Regions from separate parts of the Oryctolagus cuniculus genome. Here region 1 is linked to region 2. A link is a contact called in public Micro-C data. All regions are on one chromosome and are shown on one strand. Each heading gives the region's core, a stretch centred on a gene start, on an enhancer-like site or on the middle of the called end of the contact. The rest is flanking DNA. Distances are from core to core; before and after follow the strand shown. Region 1 overlaps ZNF217 (zinc finger protein 217). Region 2 has its middle 140 kb from the start of BCAS1.

Region 1 (4,569 bases), core at 1,542-4,041, 270 kb before region 2:
CACAACCTAATCTGCGACAGGAGCGCAAGCAAGGCATTGGGCAAACACCTAGGAAAGTTTGTCAAATTTTAGCCAGGTTTTGGGAAGTACAAAGTCTGACAAGTCACAACCTGTCCCCCAGACGCCGACCTCTGAGTGCAGGATGATCAATGCAGGGTGCGAGAGCCCACTGGGGACGCTGGCCCGGCCAACACAACTGGACGTGTCCCAGGGCCTCAGCTGAAACACCCCTCAAAGGACATGAAGATATTTCCGGAAGACATCACCTCTTCCACGGCACTGTGGAGGGGCCCTCTGACTTCAGCACCCTCCCTCAGGTCAGCAAGGCTCAGCACAACGGAGGGCAGCCTCGTGGCACAGCAGGCAAAGCAGCCACCTGCGACCCCAGCACCCCGTGTGGGCGCGTTCACGTGCCAGCTGCTGCACCTCAGATCCAGCTCCCTGCTCATGTACCCTGGAAAACAGCGGAAGACGGCAAGTGCCTGGGCTGGTCACCCACACAGGAAACCCTGATGAAGCTCCTGGTTCCTGGCTTCAGCTCGGCTCGGCCCAGCCCTAGCTGTGGGGAGTAGATGGACAATCATCTCTCTCTCCCTCTCTTTCAAAAAAAAAGGATTCAGCATAATTAATTGAACTGGTCGTTTTGTCTTGCAAAACTTGTTATGTCCGATTAATTGGCCTGTTCCCTGACCCTCCCTCCACATTGCACATCTCAGACTGCTCACAGATCACTCATTTTAAAAAGCAGCTTAGGAGCTGATTCAAGTCCTGGCTGCTCCACTTCCAATCCAGCTCTCTGCTATGGCCTGGGAAAGTAGCAGAAGATGGCCCAGGTCCTTGGGGCCCTGCATCCATGTGGGAAACCCAGAAGAAGCTCCTGGCTCCTGGCTCCTGACTGGGGCAGCTCTGGCCATTCCGGCCATTTTGGGGAGTGAAAGAGTGGATGGAAGTTCTCACTCTCTGCCTCTCTGTAATTATGCCTTTCAAATAAATAATAAATATTAAAAAAAAATAAAAAGCAGCTTAGAAGCAGGCCTTGGTGAGCCTTCAGGTTTTACATTAGGGCAGGACTGCACCGTCTGCACTGCACCACAATTCCTATGCAGGGAAAAAGCACCCACATCTAAGACAGGAAAGACCTAAGAGCTGACACCTTTAAGGTGTCATCTGCTTTTGATCTTCCTGAAAGTCTGAAGAAAGCCAGGCTGATCGTACAGAAGATAAGTCTAGACAAACTCTGGAAAACCAATTTCCTGAGTAGCGAATGCCCAAGCTTGCTTCCTCACGCTCACGCCCAGCCAGAAGGCTTTGCCTTTGCACCTTGTCACAGCTTCCCACTTCCAACTATGCGTCCGGATTTCACCATGCCGCATCATGCAAGATAAAGGCATCGCCTAACTTTGGGACAGCAAGGACATGGAACCCGCACAGCTGCCTGGTCCAGGCGGCTCTGTACTGTAATGGGCTGGGAGCTTTTCACCTCCAGCCTGCTGAAACGCTCCCTGGCAGGTGGAAGGAGGGTCAAGGAAGCCATCTTGCAAACAAGGAAACTGGAGCAAAGATGGGCTGAGCAACACGTGGTGAGCCAGAGCACCACAGCACAGCGCCGGGACGGAGAGCAGGGCACCCTACCACGCCCAGCTGTTCCACCCCACCTGCAAATGACCAGCCACTTCCTGCCTCACATGCCCCTGGACAGAGGGCATCACTCGGACAACAAGCTCAGTGGTTAAGTTAAAGCCTGCTTTATGTCATCGAGCCACCGTTAAGTTTTCCTAAATTCCTGAAAACTGAGGATTTGCAGTGTGCTCAGAGCTAGGTTTCCTGTACCCCAAGGAACACAAAACATTATAGGGGCCGGCACTGTAGTGCAGTGGGTTAACACCCTGGCCTGAAGCGCCGGCATCCCATATGGACGCCGGTTGAGTCCTGGCTGCTCCTCTGCCAATCCAGCTCTCTGCTATGGCCTGAGAAAGCAGTGGAGGATGGCCCAAGTCCTTGGGCCCCTGCACCCATGTGGGAGACCCGGAAGAAGCTCCTGGCTTCGGATTGGCACAGCTCCAGCTGTTGCGGCCAATTGGGGAGTGAACCATTGGATGGAAGACCTTTCTCTCTCTCTCTGCCTCTCCTCTCTATGTAACTGACTTTCAAATAAATAAATAAATCTTTAAAAAAAATTATAAATATGAAAGAAAAACTACTGCCCTCACATCAAACATGTCAAACCATGATCAGAAAGAAGACCTGGGCACCAGCTTCCATGCAGGTGCAGAGTTCAAGGTGCTGTGGTCAGGTTCACCAGGGCCCACACACACACACAGTCCCTGGAGGACTTCAGTGAGTGAGGCTGAGAGAGGACAGGGCATCCGTCCCAACTGACAGCCCCTTGTGTGAGCGACCATGTCCCGGAGACCACCCCATGCTCTCATCATGCACCTGCTGACTGTGCCCACAGGTGAGGGCTTTTTGTAACTGCTCTTAAGCAGCAGAATCCTTTCTTCACACCATGTCCTGTGGCTGGAAGCTCAGCCGGCCCCAGGGATCGGCCACGTCAGACTTCACCAAGCAAACGGAATTTCTTCCAAACAGCCTGGTGCGTTCCCATTTCCTGTGTCTAACAGGCAAATCGTCAGAGCTCCTGGTCAGAGGGCACCAGCCTCCAGGACAGAAAGGACGGGCTGCCCCTGCCTAACGCTTCCTGTTCTCGCTCATGCCCAGTAACTCCTGTGGCCTCGGAACCCCCCTGGGATCCACACGTGGGAAGCCAGCCCCAACAGACACAGAGGGAGCCACAGGAGCTCAGGGCAGGGATGGGGTCTCTCGGCCATCACAAAACACCGGGTGGGGTGCCAGAAGCCCTGCGCACCATGCCCTGGCCTCTGCCCTGCGGGTGCCAGCATGTATGGGCACGCACAATACCACACACAGAGCTCTGACCACCAAGAATGTCACTACACATCACCAAACGTCAACAGAGGGCACCATCACCCAACTGTGAAACACCTGTGTCCCCTGAGCAAACAGACCACAGAACTGTCACCAACAGGGAGACAGACACCTCCACAGCCAGGGTCCACCCTGCAGCCCCTGTGTGCCCGGGACCCCGGGGATCAGCTCACCCAGATGGAGACCCTCGGGAAGGCCATCCTCAGAGCCATCCTCGGAGCCGCCTTCGCCTCGGTCTACGGCTCCGCCCTCGTCCAGGCTGCTGGCGAGCTCGGGCGAGCACGTGCCCGGCTGCCTCCCGTCCAGGGCCGAGGTCGGCGAGCCCGCCTCGGCCCTCCTCTCCTTCCTGTGCACCCGCGAGTGCAGGACCAGCTGGTGGTAGGTGCGGAAGGCCTTGCCGCACTCGGAGCAGTGCGTGGGCTTCTCTTTGCTGGCCGACAGCTTGGCGTCCACGTCCCCAGGGGCCCCGTCGCCGCTCGAGTGCCTGGGCTTCTCCTTCTCCTGCGAGAGCCCCGCGCAGCCGCCTTTCGCTCTGGACTTCCCAGAGCCTTCGGACTTGCCGCCGCTCCAGATTTCTCCCAGCTCTTCTTTCTCTGAGCACGAGTCGTCGTTGTCGGTGCTTCCTTCCTGCCCCGACTCCTTCACTTCTTCCTGGGCCACGGCGACCTTGCCCTTGGTGGCCAACTGCCAGGCCTGGTAGGTGGTGAAGGGGTCGAGCTGAGGGATGCACTGCACCTGCTTCTGCACGCGCTCCGGGTGCGCTTTGGGTCTCAAGTCCAAACACTGCAAGAACTCTTCCCTGGGAGATGGCGCGCCCTCGGGCTGGGAGGCTGCCTGTGCACTGCTGGGGCAGGACGTAGTGTCTTTGGTGTGCACTTTGCTATGCTCTATTAGACTCTCTTTGTTTGGAAACAGGAATCCACAGACCATGCAGATCTTGTAAGGCGACGAGATGCTCCCGGCCGCGTGCGCCTGGACCACCTCGTTGATGGTCACCGGGCTCTCCAGGCCCTGCTGCGCCTTGTTCCTGGCCCCCGACTTGCCGTTGTGTGTCCGCATGTGGTTCTTCAGGAACCACGGCTCCTTGAATCGTCTCCCACACAAGCTGCACCCGTAAGTGAAGGAGTCCTTGTGTTTCTTCATGTGGGCCTCGACGTCGAAGGCCACCCGAAACGCCTGCCCGCACACCTCGCAGCTGAACTCCTCGTTCTCCTTGCAGCTCTTGTCCTTCGGGGGCTCGGCGCGCACCTGACTCTTGTCCAGCGGGCTCAGGTACTCTGCTTCCACCCGCAGCACTGCGGGCTCGCAGAGGGTGGGCCGATGCTGCGTCAGGACGTGCTTGTTGAGGTCGTCGGCGTGGCCGAAGGACTGGCAGCAGAACATGCAGTCCAAGGGCATGCAGCCTTCCATCTGGATGACGCTCCTCTCCGTCGGGGCTCTGAAGGGCACGGCGGCGGCCCCTCGGAGCGCCACGGCGTCGTCCATCTCCACCTGGGTGCCCAGGGGGCTGCCAATGACCTCCGGCCCATCCATGTACACGAGGAGGGACTGGGTGGGCATGTTTCCTGTTGCCTCAGGGCTGGGCACAAGGTAAGAGTCGCGAGCTTCCTCTGGGGGGACTTC
Region 2 (4,707 bases), core at 1,855-4,354:
GAGGCCAGTGCACTCGGGACATCACAGGTGCGTGGCACAGGTGTGATGATAGTGCTGATCTCAGGGTGTGGCCCGGGACTCGGGGGCACAGCCTGCGATGGCCTTTTGCAGCAAGCAGCGGCTGATGCTGTTTTCAGGAGCCTGGGTAAAGTCGGAGATCTTCAGGAAGTTGGTGAAGTGGGAGACATGGATAGTTATGAAATAAATGCTGCAACTCCTTTGCTCACGGCTGCAGCCTGGTTGTGTGGGGCACGTGTGAGTAGAACACAGGCTTTTATTTGCAAAGTTGGAGCCTTTTATTTGCAAAGCCACTTGCATGCGGTCTCCCATCTCCTGTCCCCGGCTGAGACAGGAGCCATGGACCCATCATCTTTGCTCCCGTCCAATGGTGTCCGTTCTGTGCCTTCACCCCCCTGGCCTGCCGTGTAGTTGCCTCTTTGCATGGGCACCGTCTGATACTTATGGCAGCCTGAGCTCTTCCGATCTGCAAGGCCACCTGAGATTTTCATGTACTTTTGGGGTGATGAGGGGCTGGGTGTTTGGCCTAGTGGTTAAGACCTCAGCTAAGGCATCTGCATCGCAGCTCCAGCTCTTGGCTCCAGCTTCCTGCTAACGCAGACCTGGAAGGCATGGTGATGGCTCAGGCAGCCACAGGGAGACCTGCAGGGAAGTTCTGGCTTCTGGCTCCGGCCTGGCTCAGCTCTGGTTGTTGCAGGCGTTTGTGTAGTGAACCAGCAGATGGGAGCTCTCTCTGTATTTCTGCCTCTCAGAAAGAAAGGAGGGAAGCTGACAGGCTTCTCCCTGGCTCCAAGTGACATTCAAAAGAAAAAACAACGAAATCCTACAGTGCACTTTTGAGATGACACACAACTTCATATGCTATGAGAAGCTCATTTTCCTTTGAGGATTCTCTTCCTTTCCTGGGGGGAGGGTTAATGTCCTTCTTGCTGCATTGTAACTGCTGCTCGTCGCCTGTGGAGAAGTCCTGGGCTTACGAGGCACCCAGCACCTGTCACCCATGAGCTCAGCACCCTGGAGGCAGGTGCTACCTGACGATCCTAGTTTCCACAAGAAGCAGAGGCCTGGCTGCTCCACGTCTGATCCAGCTCCCTGCTAAAGGCCTGGGAAAGCAGCAGAGGACGGCCCAGTGCTTGGGCCCCTGCACCCATGTGGGAGACCTGGAAGAAAACCCTGGCTCTTGGCTTTGGACCAGCCCAGCTCTAGCCACTGCGGCCATTTGGGGTATGAATGAGTGGTTGGAAGATCTTTCTCTGTCTTCTCTGTATCTCTGCCTTTCAAGTAAATAAAATAAATCTTAAAAAAAAAGATACCTAGATGACAGACACATAGATAGGAAATAGGGAGAGATAGATGATAGATGATATAGATAGATAGATGATAGATAGATAGATAGATAGATAGATAGATAGATATAGATAGATAGATAGGGTAGGTAGATAGATAACAGAATGGCAGGTAGGTAAGTGAATAGATGCCAGTGTCTCGGGCGGTGGCTTTACCTGCCATATCACAAAGCCGGCCCCAGGTATCTTGTTTCTAACAACCTGTCACTGATCTATTCCCCGATCCACCTGCCTACCTACCTGTCATCCCTCTGTCTGTTATCTATCCAAGTACCTCTCTGTGTAGTCTCCTGCCTCCATCCACTGCCCCCTTTGTCTCTAACTTGATTGAACTTGCTCAGGCTTGGTGTTAAATTCTCTGCACGGTGAATGACAGTTCCTATTACCTCTGAGACACTTAGGAGAGTAAGAGGCACATTGTCAACACGATGTCACAACGCAGCCCTGCTCCAGGAGCTCTAAGACTCCTGCATGCGAGGGTGGCCGTTTGTTCCTCGCTGAGGGAAAGGGCCTCAGCACCCACAGGGGACTTACAGAGTCCCAGAGGCCAGGGCAGGAGGGCCCGCCTCACCTGCTGCACTCGGGCTGCGTAACTCTGTTCCCTCCAACGAGTACTTGGCCTGCAGAAGCCACGCTCTAGGCCTTGGGGAGGGGGCTCGAGGCAACGAAGGAAAGAAATAACAGCTGCTGGCGGGCCCCAGGACGGGCGCAGGCGCCGTGTCCGTTCCTCCAGGAAGGGGCCCCCACCCCTCGCCCCATGCTCATCTCCCCCGCAGGTGGGCTGGAGGAGCACCAGGTGTTTTCCATCGGGAAGCCCCTCCAGTGAGTGTTCTGGTAACAGTAAAACGAGCAGTTACATCCCCTTACAAACGGGCCTTGTCATCTCATACAGATGTTCAATGCACCCAAACCGCCGACCCAAACCGGCGCTGTCCCGCGCCTCTCTCTGCGGGCGCGCGCAGCCAAGGCGCCCGCGAGGCTCTCCAAGGACGGGGCGAGGCGAGGGCCGGCGGCGCGGTGGAGACTTGAGCCCTTTCAGTGGCCGGAGGGACGCGGCGACAGCGGGGAGAAGGCGAAGGGCGTGGAGAGGGCGAGGGAGAGAGCGAACAAGAGGCTGCGCCCGACCGATGGCGTGCGGTGTGGACAGCCCTGCCCAAGCAAGCTGCGTAGATCGTGCGCGTCTGGTCCCCAGGGCCGTCTTTCACGGTCGCCACAATCTGGCAGCCCCGCCTTCCGCGAGGGCTCCTCTCGGCCCGCAGGACCGCGGGTCCCGAGTGTTCCGCAAAGCCCGGTCCGCGGCGCGCGTCCTAGCCTGGCACCTTGCACTGCGGCTCTCGCACAAAGTGTCACTGCTGGAAAGAAAAAAAAAAAATCCCTAGCGATCGAGACTCCCCGAGACTCCCCGAGACCCGCGGGCGCGGATGCCCTCTGCTGGGCGCGCCGGGGAGGGCGCGTCGCCGCGGGAAGCCCGGGCCGCCTCCCGCCTCCCCACTCCCGTCCGATCTGCGGCCATCCCGGGGCAGAGAGGCCGGGCTGAGCTGTCCTGGGCAAGGGGAAGAAAGAAGCAAACCCGAAGCCGCCGAGAAGGAAACGATCGCTTTGGGAGCGCGGAGAGCGCGCTCACGGGGGTTGGCTGGTTTGTCTCCTGCGAGTGAGATAGTTGGACTGGGTGGGTGCGAGGGTCGGGGAGGCGGGGAGAGCCGGGCAGTCGCAACCCACAGAAGGGTTCTCACCCCGGGCGAGAGGGTGGCCGAGTCGCCGGGAGTGAAAGAGGGATCTGGGAACGACCACGCCCCCACAGCAGGTGTCCTGGCCAGAGTGTCTGAGCCAGATCCGAAAACCCAGTCTGGCACGGTGCAAAGAGAGTTTCCCAGGGGGCCAAGCGGGTCCGGTAGGGAACCACCGCCCACACGCAGTTACTGCCACTGAGCCGTATTTAATCTTTTAAGTCTAGATTTGTGTTCAATAGTCAGTTGCACGTGTCTAGTGGCTAACGCGTTACCCAGCAGAGCTCTGGTTCTGTTACTCATAGGAACACACCCTTGATGGCAGCCACAAAGACCCTGCTGGGAGGAGAAAGCACACGGAATGAATAAAATCTCAAAGAGCCAACGTCCCTCTGCCTGGTCCACAGTGGCAAAATGCACACCCCTTCTCCAAGACTTCCAGGAACTTTGAGAAACACAGCTCTGCCTGGGAAGGGCCAATGGCCGGAGACAGCGCCTGTACAATGCCAGAGGCTGGCCCCCAGCCTCTCCACTCAGCCCTGGCCTGTGGCTGATGCTGCGGCATTGGCAGGAGGAAGATCCACTGGCCACTTGTTTCCAGAACTTTTCCTGGTAACCTCATTTAGAGTCTCCCCAGCAGCTTCTTAGCATTTCTCAAATTGCCTGCTGGTGTTACAGATGTGGCCTTTTTGGTTCTAATTATAAATTCCGGGGTGATGTCATCAAGCCCCCAGACGCCCAGCGGGGCTGCGCGGCCTAGGAGAGGACAATATGCTAACAAGTTATCTGGAGGTGTCAGAGAGACATGATGGGAAACAGTACAGCCAGGGGAGTGTTTTCCAGCCTGCGTTTTGGCTTCAGCCACTGCATGGGAAGAGATAAGGCGCACATGGTTTTCATAAGGAGGCATCGGGATCTCTAGGGCACAGGAGGCGGGAGGGGAGAATTGGGCCAAAAACATGCAATCGTCACATATTCACCGAGAAAGATTACAGTGCAGCGCAGGAAGCTCGCCCAGGGGCTCTGACGGGGCCTTTGGAGCCAGATTGTGCGGGACGTGGGACAGCTTGACTTCAACTCGATGGTATTTGAATAATCTGCTGGAAGGAAAGCAGAGATGGCGATGCTGTCCCATTTAGCGTTGAAACTCTCGGTTTGACTATGAGTCATGTTCAGCCATGCTCGGAGGTCAGGCCTACCCTCACACAGAAACAAGTGGGGAACTGAAGCAAATACTCAGATGCGCGAGAGATACAGCTACTGGCCAGGGTTGTATCCCCGATCCCAACCCGGGACAGGGGTGCTTTTATAAGCGGTTGGTGATGGCCGGCACTGCCTTGCACGTATTAAGGAGCAGAGATTACAGAAAAGTCCAGAATGATTGGGGGGGGATGCTTTCAGCTTGAGTCACACAGAGTTAAGAGGGAAACTGAGGGCCTCCCACCTCCGAAAGGAACATCTTGCTTTCGGCCCAAATGGAAATAAAAATTGGGGTTTAGATTTTGCAGATGGCTCTGATCTCCACATTACTGGTTTTGCGTGTGCAAGCTGATGCAGTTCCGGTCGGGTTGTCTTGGGGCCAAAAGACACAACATGGTGAAATAGCATAGTCAGGA

The links. A called contact is a pair of places that touch in the nucleus more often than the background predicts.
Region 1: a contact with region 2 is called in a Micro-C map of ear pinna, with 15 times the contacts expected there. The contact joins two enhancer-like sites. A contact is called at or near these places in 3 of 6 Hi-C or Micro-C datasets (ear pinna, psoas muscle and an unstated tissue).

Annotation. Positions count from the first base shown.
Region 1 is chr11:7,821,508-7,826,076 of mOryCun1.1, reverse strand. ZNF217 (zinc finger protein 217) reads right to left here. Exons shown (of 7, transcript XM_008274158.4): 3 at 3,120-4,569. The coding sequence starts at 4,506. Among named protein-coding and RNA genes, the nearest start is that of ZNF217, 28 kb to the right of the region's middle. Within about 2 kb of position 2,791, at least 1 of the 8 cell types and tissues checked has an H3K27ac peak or open chromatin away from gene starts, as enhancers often do. A contact at or near this core is called in ear pinna, where this site is marked.
Region 2 is chr11:7,555,733-7,560,439 of mOryCun1.1, reverse strand. No RefSeq gene overlaps it. Among named protein-coding and RNA genes, the nearest start is that of BCAS1, 140 kb to the right of the region's middle. Within about 2 kb of position 3,104, at least 4 of the 8 cell types and tissues checked have an H3K27ac peak or open chromatin away from gene starts, as enhancers often do. A contact at or near this core is called in ear pinna, where this site is marked.